Linked DNA regions of Sus scrofa: region 2 is linked to region 1. A link is a contact called in public Hi-C data. All regions are on one chromosome and are shown on one strand. Each heading gives the region's core, a stretch centred on a gene start, on an enhancer-like site or on the middle of the called end of the contact. The rest is flanking DNA. Distances are from core to core; before and after follow the strand shown.

Region 1 (6,649 bases), core at 1,197-3,696:
CAAATTCAGTCTCCCTGGGCCGGGTTTTGGCAAGGGCCAGAAACAGCTGGAGTGGGAGTGAGGCACTGAATGGCACCACACTGAAATAAGATTTTCCTACATTTGTACTAATATTTCATCAAGTTAGAGCAGGGCCAGAACTAGGTCTCCTGTTCTCCTAGAGAATTTTTTTCCTTCCACCCCCAGCCCACAAGGGGAACTCAGAATAATAAAAACACTTGTTACTATTAGGCACTTAGTACGAGGCAGCCTTTCTCTGCTAAATGTCTTTGATGGTAATTTTACTTAATTCTCATAACAACCAATGAGGTATTACTACCCCACTTTATACAAGAAAAAACAGACTTTTTTAAATAAGCAGAAAATAATAAGGTATTCAAGTCACAAATTTTGCCCCACTTCTTTTTTTTTTTTTTTTTTTTTTTTGTCTTTTTGCTATTTCTTGGGCTGCTCCTGCGGCATATGGAGGTTCCCAGGCTAGGGGTCGAATCGGAGCTGTAGCCACCAGCCTACGCCAGAGCCACAGCAACACGGGATCCTAGCCGAGTCTGCAACCTACACCACAGCTCACAGCAACGCCGGATCGTTAACCCACTGAGCAAGGGCAGGGACCGAACCCGCAACTTCATGGTTCCTAGTCGGATTCGTTAACCACTGCGCCACGACGGGAACTCCCCACTTCTCTTTCTTCTTGAATCATTTTTCTTAGATCTGCTCTTAGATCTCCAAAAAAGCAGCATTTCTAACAATCATGTACATTTTACTACTTGTCATTTAAAATTCATTTCTACAGCACTATGTATATTTTTGTCAAGTTCTACAACTCTTTTTTCCCCCCTGTGACCTTCAATCAACACTGAGACACCCCACAAAGCAGCACAATCTCATTTTAGAGATGAATATCTGAAAACCCAGCAAGGCTCAGGGGAATCCTTCTCCCACTCCCTTCAGAGGTAATTCCAAACTCCTCAAGTGTTCTAGGAGACCCAGCCACCAGCTTTACAGAGAGAACAGAAGCCATCAGGCATGAACTCTCTCTGTTTCTCTCTGCCCTCCCTCACACTTAAACTTATCTTTATCTATACCCCTTCTTCCCTCATAAATCAGAGAAAGAAGATTTATTCTCCAGTCTCCAAGACTAATTTGTGCCCAGGACCCCATTACTTCCTATCTATTCCAGTTGTTCCTCCACTAGTTAATCTTCACTTTTCTGTTCCTCAATCTTTCTTTCCAACTGGCTAATTTCCCTCAGAGGACCACCATGCAAGCATAGTACCTGTTTCCACCTTAACATAAAAAAATTAAAACAAACTTTCTTTTATCCCACATTCCTTTCATTACTGCCCTCTTCCCTTCCAAACTAACTCCTTGAGCTGCCTCCATTTCCTTCTCCCATTCAGTGAATTATGCCCTTATTGCTCCACAGAAATTGCTCTCCTTAAAGTCATTACAAGCTCTTAAAACACCAAATCTAAATGACACAGTTCCAATATCCAAATCCAAATTATGTGGACTCCAAAACGCATGTCCTTCACCACTGTGCTACACTGCTTCAAGGTAACCATACTACAGTCATCTTAATTTCCTTCTCCATCTCAGCCCCTACAGTCAGTCACCAAATCCCAATTAATAAGTTACAAATGCCCTAAGTATCTTTGCAAGCGATTTCCTACTGGTGATGACTCCCAAACACCCAAATTAGAAACCTGATGATTATTTTAAACCACCAAGACTCAGACCATATCAAAAGGGAATAATCACCTCTCTTCCATGACTCTCTCTCCTGGAGACATATTCAACACTGTCCCAGAAGATAGAACTTTGAATGTGCAAGGGAATGTCATTTTACAGCTCAGAAACAGAGGCTGAGTGGTTCCCTTAGTGTCAGCTTAGCACAGAGCCAGGAATACAAGGGAATCAATAGAACACATCTGTGGGGAAACACTTATTGGGTGAATCACCTCTGTAAAGGTTTCCTCATTTTGCACCTGGCCTCAATGACTTGTTTTCAGATTTAAATGAGATCTCTTACTAAGTACTCATAGTTAATATCTGATGAAAGACCCCTATTCCTCGCCCACCGCAGTCAGTGATTCTAGCTCTGCTTCACTTCTACCAGTCACTCCACGCAGACCCTGTCTGTCGGTCCCCAGAGACTCACCTCTTAAAGATTTTCCTCAACAGCTGAGAACTCTATTAGAACTTAGGTAAATTTTTCACTTCAGACAGGAAAGCTTGTAGAAAAGCGACACCCCACGCTTCCCAGAAACAGTCCACGTGTCCATAATAAGCTGCATCTGGCAGTCTTCCCTCGAAGATTCAGTCCGGGATAATCAAAGGAATGTCAATCACAGCGGACTGTCACCACAAACTGCACCCTCCTCAGTCCTGATCGGGGAGCTGCACCCTTCCCGGAAGTGACGCACACGTGTCCAAGGAAGAGGAGGCACAGACGGAGGGTGATTTTTCCGTACAGAAGTCCGCGAGGTAGGTAGTATAGAACGAAAGGACAGCTCACCACCGTGACGGACCGCCGCTCCTGACTCTCCAGGCCATGGGCCCGCGGAGCCGCGAGCGTCGCGCGGGAGCAGTGCAGAGTACCAATGACAGCAGCGCCCTCAGCAAGAGCTCCCTGGCCGCGCGCGGGTACGTGCACGACACCTTTGCCGCCTTGCTAGTTCCGGCGTCCGTGCGCCGCGCGCCGCTGATCCACCGCGGCTACTACGTCCGCGCACGCGCCATGCGGCACTGCGTATGCGCATTCCTGGAGGGGACGCGCGCGGCTCTCGGCGCGCCCCACATCCAGATCCTGTCTCTGGGCGCCGGCTCGGACTCGCTGTATTTTCGCCTTAAAGCTGCGGGCCGCCTCCCCGGGGCTGCAGTCTGGGAGGTGGATTTTCCGGACGTGGCGCGGCGCAAAGCGGACAGGATTCGAGATACGCCGGAACTGTGCGCGTTAACCGGGCCTTTCCGGCGCGGGGACGCCGGGTCAACGCTATGCTTCGAGAGCTCGGACTACCGCATCCTGGGGCTGGACCTGCGGCAGGTGCAGCGGTTGGACCAGGCACTGGCCGCCGCGGGCCTAGACGCGGCCGCACCGACTCTGCTCCTGGCTGAGGCCGTGCTGACCTACCTCGAGCCGAATAATGCCGCGGCCCTCATCGCCTGGGCCGCCCAGTGTTTTTCTGATGCGCTTTTTGTCGTTTACGAGCAGATGAGGCCGCATGACGCCTTCGGCCAGTTCATGCAGCAACATTTTCGGCAGCTGAATTCACCCCTGCATGGCCTGGACCGCTTTCCTGACGCGGAGGCCCAGCAGCAGCGCTTTCTCCAGGCCGGCTGGACTGCCTGCCGTGCCTTGGACATGAATGAGTTTTATCGCCATTTTCTCCCCGCAGAAGAACGCCGGCGCGTAGAAAATCTTGAACCTTTTGACGAGTTTGAGGAGTGGCATCTGAAGTGCTCCCACTATTTCATTCTGGCCGCTTCTCGGGGAGACATTGTCTCCCAAACTGTAGTGTTCCCAGCATCAGAGACGTTTCCTCGGATAGATCCTGCCTCCCCTTCCGGAGTCATCCCTGCTCGTGTAGTCACTAGTGATAGCCAGGGTCCAGACCTTAAGAGATATGGCCATGCCTCTGTCCTTTTGAGCCCAGACGTTATTCTTAGTGCAGGAGGGTTTGGAGAAGAGGAGGGGCGGCACTGCCGAGTGAGCAAGTTTCACTTGCTCTCAAGATACTGTGACTTTGAATGGAAAGGCAATCAAGTATGTAGTTGGGGAACTGGAGCTCAGTGGGATAGACGCCTTTATCACACCATGACAAGACTTTCAGATACTCAGGTTCTGGTTCTGGGAGGGAGATTGTCCCCTGTAACTCCCGCCTTGGGGATTCTCCAGCTACATTTTGGGAAACATGTGGGTGGTAAAACTGAGGGCCTAAATATCACAGTCACAAAGGTGGGCCCAGAAGATTCCACAGTGTCATGCTGGCGCCATTCAACAACAGAAGTGTCCTATAAGAATCAGAAATATTTGTTTGTGTTTGGGGGCCGTGGTGTGGCAGACCCTGTACTAAGTGACTGGCATTTCCTACATGTGGGGACAATGGCTTGGGTCAGGATCCCAGTGGAGGGAGAAGCCCCTGAAGGTCGGCATTCCCACAGTGCCTGCAGCTGGCAAGGGGGAGCTCTCATTGCTGGAGGTCTGGGTGCTTCTGAGGAACCGCTGAGCTCTATACTTTTTCTGAAACCAATCTCTTCTGGATTCCTCTGGGAACCAATAGCCATTCAGCCTCCTGTTACCCCAAGGTACTCCCACACAGCTCATGTGGTAAATGGAAAGCTTCTGTTGGTTGGAGGGGTCTGGATTCATTCCTCCTCAGTTCCTGGAGTGACTGTTATTGATTTGTCTACCGGATTGAGCTCTGAGTATCAGATTGACACAATAGATGTGCCATGGCCATTAATGTTACACAACCATACCAGCATCCTCCTTCCTGAAGAACAACAGCTCCTGATCATTGGAGGTGGTGGAAACTGCTTTTCCTTTGGCACCTACTTCAACCCCCATGCAGTGACATTAGACCTTTCTTCCTTAAGTGCTAGACAATGAAGACTGGACTTTTGATATATTCAGGACCCACCAAAGTAGATAATAAAGGTTTCCAAAGCAAAATTTGACTCTGGGTATAGATATGACCACTTCCTTTTTTTTTTTTTTTTGGTCTATTTGTTTTCTTGTTAGCACTGTTATCCAGTGCAGAAAGTGAAAAAGGTTGTTAAAACACATATCAACATTCAAAGAGATGGTACAGAAAACATAAGTAGACCTATCTGAAGAGAGTAGTTTTTTTTTAATTAATTTTTTTCCACTGTACAGCATGGGGACCAAGTTACACATACATGTATACATAATTTTTCCTCCCATTGTTGTGTAGTGATGTGAGTATCTAGACATAGTCCTCGATGCTACACAGCAGGATCTCATTGTAAATCCATTCCAAGAGCAATAGTTTGCATCTGTTAACCCCAGGCTCCCGATCCCTCCCACTCCCTGCCTCTCCTCCCCCCGTCCCACCCCGGGCAGCCACAAGTCTATTCTCCAAGTCTATGATTTTCTTTTCTGCGGAAAGGTTCATTTGTGCTGTATATTAGATTCCAGTTATAAGTGATATCTTATGGTATTTGTCTTTCTCTTTCTTACTTACTTCACTCAGTATGAGAGTCTTTAGATCCATCCATGCTTGCTGCAAATGGCATTATGTCATTTTTTTAATGGCTGAGTAGTATTCCACTGTGTATATATCTTCCTAATCCAGTCATCTGTTGATGGACATTTGTGTTGTTTCCATGTCTTGCCTATTGTGAATAGTGCTGCAATGAACATGGGGGTGCATGTATGTTTTTTAAGGAGAGTTTTGTCCAGATAAATGCCCAAGAGTGAGACTGCTGGGTCATATGGTAGTTCTATGTATAGATATCTAAGGTACCTCCATGCTGTTCTCCATAATGGCTGCACCAGCTTACATTCCCACCAACAGTGCAGGAGGGTTCCCTTTTCTCCACACCCCCTCCAGCACTTGTTATTTGTGGACTTATTAATGACAGCCATTCTTACTACTGTGAGGTGGTATCTCATAGTAGTTTTGATTTGCATTTCTCTAATAATCAGGGATGTTGAGCATTTTTTCATGTGCTTGTTGGCCATCTGTATATCTTCCTTGGAGAACGGTCTATTCAGGTCTTTTGCCCATTTTTCCATTGGGTGGTTGGCTTTTTTTCTGTTGCGTTGTATAAGTTGCTTGTATATTCTAGAGATTAAGCCCTTGTCAGTTGCATCATTTGAAACTATTTTCTCCCATTCTGTAAGTTGTCTTTTTGTTTTCTTTTTGGTTTCGTTTGCTGTGCAAAGCTTGTCAGTTTGATTAGGTCCCATTGGCTTATTTTTGCTCTTGTATCTGTTGCCTTGGGAGAATGACCTGAGAAAATATTCATGAGGTTGATGTCAGAGAATGTTTTGCTTATGTTCTCTTCCAGAAGTTTGATGGTGTCTTGTCTTATATTTAAGTCTTTAAGCCATTTTGAGTTTATTTTTGTGCATAGGTGTGAGTGTGTTCTAGTTTCATTGATTTGCATGCAGCTGTCCAGGTTTCCTAGCAATTCTTGCTGAACAGACTGTCTTTTTCCCATTTTATGTTCTTGCCTCCTTTGTCAAAGATTAACTGACCGTAGGTGTCAGGGTTTATTTCTGGGTTATCTATTCTGTTCCATTGGTGAGAGTAGTTTGTTATACAGTCCTAGAGTAGGGGTTGGGGAGTCTTTGGATCCTTGGGTCTAGTTTACTGGTCTTCTTCCCATTTTGTAATTGAGTTGATCCATTTATTGAGGTATAATGACCTTTAGCTTAAGTGAAAATTTTCCCACTCCCAGGATTTGTGATTTGAGATGGCACCTTAGAAAGAATACAAGGCTGGGTATAGTTGAGGGGATGTGGTATTGACTTCATCCTTCATGTATGAAATCTGAGATGAACACTGTTGCAGTTTGATCACAGCATTGTGCCACTTAGTGACAGAGCACTCTGGGATACCTTTAATAAGACATATTTGTATGACTTGATTGAGAAACATTCTTTTGTTCCATTTTTTGC
Region 2 (6,649 bases), core at 1,590-4,089, 760 kb after region 1:
TAAATTGCAATAAAACCAAAACGTAATTGAACTTTTTTTTTTTTTTGCCATTTCTTGGGCCGTTCCCATGGCTCATGGAGGTTCCCAGGCTAGGGGTTGAATTGGAGCCACAGCAACGTGGGATCCGAGCCACATTTACAACCTACGCCACAGCTCACAGCAACACTGGATCCTTAACCCACTGCGCAAGGCCAGGATTCAATCCCACAACTCCATGGTCCTAGTTGGATTCTTTAACCACTGAGCCACGACAGGAACTCCAATTGAACTTTAAATGACTGCAAATGGAATCCCATTTCTAATGCTCAATATTACCAAAAGAACAGGAGATGCTGTTTCCTGGCTCCACAATCCACTTCCTCCAATTGTTAGAGGCACTGGATCCATCTGTTCCACACCCCTACTCACCAAGACAAAGAAAAGACCAGTCCTTGTCATCTACTTCCCCGTCAATCTACAGAACTGGAAACAAAACATGGTTCTGGAATGAAAAGTTCAGCACTCTTGGATGCAAGTAACATCATATATTATAAATGCTAACATATACATAATTAGAGTACAAATCCAGCTAAAAATCAGATTTCCAGAATGTTCAAGAAATAGATGAGATCCTGTTGTGGCACAGAAGAACTGAATCTGACTAGTATCCATGAGGATGTGGGTTTGATCCCTGGCTTCACTCAGTGGGTTAGGGATCTGGCGTTGCTATGAGCTGTGGTGTAGCTCACAGACATAGCTCGGATCTGGCGTTGCTGTGGCTGTGGCATAGGCCGGCAGCTGTGGCTCTGATTCCATTCTGACCCCTAGCCTGGGAATTCCTTATACTTTGAGTGGCCCTAAAAAGCAAAAAAAAAAAAAAAAAAAAAAAAAGGAGAAATAGCAACTACAGGAGGAAAACAAAACAAAGGCAGTTGATTTCACAAAAATGTCAAAGAGTGAACATCCTTTTTTTCCCTTTTGCTATTCTAATCTACTTTCATCTGGTTTGTTAGAATTATGTCACAACAATGAATGCCATCACAAGGCTCACAGAATTTTGGAATCTTCTGCCCTTAGAGTTTAGATAATCCAATCTTCATTTTATTTAAAAAAAAGAGGCAATTAGGCCCAAAGCACTATTTTCCAAAGCGCAAAGCAAGAAAAAGAAATTTTAGTTGTTATTTAAGCAATACGTACGTGCTTAGTAGTTAACATATTTATTACTTTGGAAATCTTTTATGATGGTGGTATGGTTCATACCAAGGGAAGTAACAACAGCTGTCCCATCAGCAACAGGGTCTGTTTTTAGGTTTGTTTGTTTGCTTTCTTTTTGGTTCAAGGGTGGGTTCTGAATGATAAAAAGATGTGACCTTCAGTTCAGTGAGCTTGTTACTAAAGCTAATTTAGAGTAAAAGAAACAAATACTAAGAAGCATTCAGAAATTCTGTTTATAGGAAAGAGTGTGTAATATTGTTAAAAACATAATGACACAATAAGCCATTCCTATTCTGGAACTAAGATAATAGCAATTCTCTAGGGCATATTTACATGTCACAAGCACCTAGAAAAAGATCCCTAGCAACACTGATATCTAAGTTGTGGGTTAAGTTACATGATCATTTAATTTACTTTCACATGGCCTGTCAAAGGAGCATGGTCATATAGGAAGAGGGTTTTCTCCTAATATTTGTTAATATTTATATGAAAGTGTTTTTTTCTCATTACCTCTTTCCAAAGGAATGAAAGGCAGGTGATTAGTGGATGCCTTAGGAATCAAATTTGCTGGTGGAAGAAATAATATTTTAAAATTTTACTATGAAATATTTTAAGTTTAAATGTCAAAGTATTCTTGCTAAAGATGTCTCATGAATTTCAAGCGTGGTATCTTTCAGGCTAACCAAGAAAGTGGAAGAACCATTTCCATCTGGCCAAACCTGCAGGATTTCACCAGAACATCTGCAAACCAGTTTTAAGGTCCCAGGGCAGATGGAATAATATCACTCTCAATTCTTGAAATACCTTCTACTAAGAAGCTACATTATTTTCAGGAAGCTAAGGCAACACTGTCATAAGCTGCCAGTATCCATAATCGCCTCCAGCCCTCCCCAAAGGAGAGGGCAAGTAGCAAAAGGCAAAATTTATATTCTCTTCTCATCTTCTTTTCCCAATTTTGACGACTTTCGTTGCCTCTGACCCCCATCTGCCTTGTCTAGCATTGTGGTGACTAATGATGAAAAAAAGTTCCAGGTGAAACAGCACTTTCCAGGACTTCCCCACCACCACCACCATTTACTCCGTGGAATTTTACTTTTAATAACTCTTTCCTTCGTTTGTCTTCAGTGAAGCCGCGAGCCAAGTACAGACTTTCCTAGAGAGCATGGACTCTCCAATGCCATGAATCTCAGAAACCTTTTTCATACAGGTAGTTGAAAATTAATCTGATCACTGTGGCCACCATAAAGTCTATTAATCCCGACAACTGCGAGGGTGAGAAGTCAGGGAGTGGGAGTTTACCTCTGCTAGGTTTCAAGGAAAGTCCGGAGAACCAACATCCCTCCACCCTTCCTCCTCTGACCCCTAGAGAGTCTCCAGGAGCCTCGCGTCTTCGAGCCCGGCCGGACCGGCTCAGTTCGGGCCAGAGCGCCCCCTCCTCCCCTCAAGCCCGACCCCACCAGTTTTTCAACTGTCACGATATACACTTTCTCCTTGGGATTATGAACCCAATCTTCACGGCAGCCAGCTCCCTCAATCCCACTCCTGGAGACTCACCAAGCAGTTCCGGCCACTCCTCTCCGGCCGCAGCAGATCGGACACCCGCAGGCCGGACTCTCCAACTGCTCTCTTCTTGCGCCTGCGCGCGCCGAACCTGCGCGCCTGCGCGCTCCTCCGGCGCGGCGGGCGCGGACACACCCCTGCAGCTGGAGCCAATCACCCTGGTGTGGGGGCGGGGGGGCGGTTTAAATCTCCCTGCCACGCAGGCGAAGAGTCTGGGGACTCACCGGTTAACCCGACAATTCGGGTCCCGCCCAAGATGGAAAGTGTTTATGCAATAAACATTTACCGAGGGCAAACCGTGTACCAGGCAATGTACGAGATGAATGTTGAGGAAGAGAAAACGAATAGAATGCCTCCCCGACCTTTGCCTAGACTGGGACATAGATATGTAAACAAATTGTAGTGGACAGAATATAGTGCTTGGAATATGAAAAATCCGAGGCGCCGTTGGGGCACAGTGAACAAAGCGCTTTATTCTTAGGGTATCTGGAAGAGTTCCCGGAGGAAGTGACTTTTGAATCGTGAAGGCTAAGTAGGAGTTCCCCCGGAAATTTGGAATGGAAGGAGATAGGAGTTTCCAGACTGTGAGAACAGAGTGTGCCAAGAACAACATAACACCTTCTGGAAATTCCTTGCAGTTCATCCTACTTGAGAGGCTTAAAGCGCGCCGCCTTCCGGTGAAGGGGAGAAAGGGTTTTTAAAAGTTGGCAATGATGTAGTTTCTGCTGTGACTCAGTGGGTTAAGGACTTAACAGTTGTCTCTGTGAGGATGCAGTTTCAATCTTTGGCCTGGCTCAGTGGGTTAAGGATCCTCCCATCTTGCTGCAGCTTCACAGATGCCCCAGGAATCTGGAGCTGCAGGCTGCAGCTTCAGCTCCTATTCAACCCCTGGCTTGGGAATTTTCATATGCCACAGATGCAGCTGTTAAAAAAAAAAGTTGGCAATGATACTACTACATGTGAAATAGATAACTAATAAGGACCTACTGTATAACACAGGGAATGATACCCAACATTTTGTAATATATATATCTGAATCACTGTGCTGTACTCATGAAACTAACATAACATTGTAAATCAATCATACTACAATTTTTTAAAAAAGTTAGATCTTAGAAGATCTTGCATTTTTTCACTTTACCATGATCACTGAGAATATCAAAAGATCTTAAGCAGGAGTTCCCAACGTGGCTCAGTGGTTAAAGAATCCGACTAGGAACCATGAGGTTGCAGGTTCGATCCCTGGCCTTCCTCAGTGGGTTAAGGATCTGGCATTGCAGTGAGCTATGGTGTAGGTTGCAGACGTGGCTCGGATCCCAAGTTGCTGTGGCTCTGGCGTAGGCCGGCGGCTATAGCTCCAATTGGACCCCTAGCCTGGGAACCTCCATATGCCAAAGGAGCAGCCCTAGAAAAGGCAAAAAGAGGGAAAAAAAAAAAAAGATTTTAAGCAGATCTGGAAATGCTTCCAGGCATCACTAAGAATAAAGCACAGTGCTGGAAATAAAAAACCTTTCACAGGAGTTTGTGTACTCCTAAAAGTTCAAGGAAGATGAAGCCTGGGAAATATCCTTCCAATTTAGTAACACAGAAGTCATTGGTGATCTTAGCGAAAACCATGTGATAGAATGATGAGGTTGAAAGATAGACTGCGGAGTTCCTGTTGTGGTGCAGTGGAAATGAATCAGACAAGTAACCGGGAGGTTATGGGTTCGATCCCTGGCCTTGCTCAGTGGGTTAAGGATCTGGCCATGAGCTGTGGTGTAGGTCGCAGACGTGGCTCGGATTCTGCATTGCTGTGGCTGTGGCGTAGGCCAGCAGCTGTAGCTCCCATCTGACCTCTATCCTGGAAACCTCCATATGCAATAGTTCAGAGAGAGGGGAGATGCAGAAATGGGGTCAAGTTGTAGAATGCCTTTGGAAAGTTTGGTCTTGAGGGGAGGAGCGAAAGAGGATGACAAGGAGTCAAAGTTTTTTGTTTCCGTTGTTTTGTTGTTGTTAGAATTGAGACACACAGAACCAACCAACTGCCTGATAGGGAAGACACAACTGAGAAAAAGTTTCAAAGAGAAGTGCTAGTCATTAGGTAAAGATCTTGGGTAGGTAAGAGTAGAAGCAATCCAAAGCACTGATGGGAGGAAAAAAGAGAATATCTCCTTACATTTTTTTTAGGTTTTTCTTTTTTCTTTTTTTGTCTTTTTGTCTTTCTGGGGCTGCACCCTTGGCACATGGAGGTTCCCAGGCTAGGGGTCCAATTGGAGCTGTAGCTGCTGGCCTACACCATAGCCACAGGAACACCACAGCCACAGCAGTGCCAGATCTGAGCCAAGTCTGCAACCCCACACCACAGCTCATGGCAATGCCGGATCCTTAACCCACTGAGCAAGCCCAGGGCTCAAACTCACAACCTCATGGTTCCTATTCGGATTCATTTCCACTGCGCCATGATGGAAACTCCTATTTTTTTTCTATTATATATATATTTTTTTGTGTGTGTGTGTGTGTGTGTTTTTTTGTCTTTTTGCTATTTCTTGGGCCTCTCCCGCGGCATATGGAGGTTCCCAGGCTAGGGGTCTAATCAGAGCTGTAGCCACCGGCCTACACCAAAGCCACAGCAACGCGGATCCGAGCCGCGTCCGCAACCTACACCACAGCTCACGGCAACGCCGGATCGTTAACCCACTGAGCAAGGGCAGGGACCGAACCCGCAACCTCATGGTTCCTAGTCGGATTCGTTAACCACTGCGCCGCCACGACGGGAACTCCTATTATATTTTTTTATTGTTCTATCAATTTCTGCTGTGCAGCAAAGTTACCCAGTCATACATACACACACACACCACACACCACACACACACACACACATATATACATTCTTTTTCTCACATTATCCTCCATCATCTTCCATCACAAGTGACTAGATGTAGTTCCCTGTGCTACACTGAAGCATCTCCTTGCTTATCTACTCCAAATGCAATAGTTTGCATCTACTAACCCCAGACTCCCAAGTACATCCCACTCCCCCCCTCCTCCTCAGCAGTGTCTTTTTTTTTTTTTTTTTTTTTTTGCTTTTTAGGGCCACACCCATGGCATATGTAGATTCCCAGGCTGGGGGTCGAATCAAAGCTGCTGCAACGCAGGATCCAAGCCAAGTCTGCGACTTACTCCACATCTCATGGCAATGACAGATCCTTAACCCACTAAGCAAGGCCAGGGATCGGACCTGCAACCTCATGGTTCCTAGTCAGATTTATTTTTGCTGCACCATAACAGGAACTCCACTAAGATTACTTTTAATGACAGGGAGTATTTGTAAATTTGTATGTTTAGTAACAGGAAGTTAAAGAAGTTCTCATCCGATGGTCTCTTTTCTCTGTGAAGTAGGAGACTAGGTCATCTGCTGATAGAGTTAGGAGTTTTAGGGAAATTGGAAAGGATTTGGAATATTGTTGTAGAAAGTGCTGGAGCAAACTGACCAGAGAAAAGCAGTGTGACTGCTAAGCTGCATTGAGGGCCTATAAAAGATTGGTAAAAATGAGCTCACCAATTTCTGCCCTCCTGTGTGATTTTCTTAAGCAGTAATCACTTCTTGAGAGGAGAAGTGGAGAAAATGTAGGGTTGAATTCATTTAGAGTTGGGATGTTCACTGGTATAATGCCATGGTTCTCAACCAAGGACATTTTTGCCCTCCAGAGGACATTTGGCAAAGTCTGAAGATATTTTTGATTGTCAAGATGGCAGGTGTGTATGTGTGGGAGGTAGGGGATGGAAGGGGAGCTGCTATAGCATCTAGTGCCCGGACATGCTGCTACATAGCTACAATGCACAGCAAAGCACAGGAGTTATCTCCAAAATATCAATAGTGCCGTAGTTGAAAAACCCTGATCTAGGATTACCT

The links. Hi-C and Micro-C count contacts between places; a contact is called where the count stands out from the background.
Region 2: a contact with region 1 is called in a Hi-C map of liver, with 5 times the contacts expected there. The contact joins the promoter of SNAP23 here to the promoter of ADAL in region 1. A contact is called at or near these places in 1 of 5 promoter capture datasets (liver) and 1 of 47 Hi-C or Micro-C datasets (liver).

Annotation. Positions count from the first base shown.
Region 1 is chr1:128,123,245-128,129,893 of Sscrofa11.1, forward strand. ADAL (adenosine deaminase-like protein) reads right to left here and starts at 2,447. Exons shown (of 10, transcript XM_013993097.2): 1 at 2,162-2,447. LCMT2 (tRNA wybutosine-synthesizing protein 4) reads left to right here and starts at 2,430. Exons shown (of 1, transcript XM_003353380.4): 1 at 2,430-6,649. The coding sequence starts at 2,555. The coding sequence ends at 4,612.
Region 2 is chr1:128,886,116-128,892,764 of Sscrofa11.1, forward strand. It overlaps SNAP23 (synaptosome associated protein 23), which reads right to left and starts at 2,840. Exons shown (of 8, transcript NM_001244719.1): 1 at 2,749-2,840.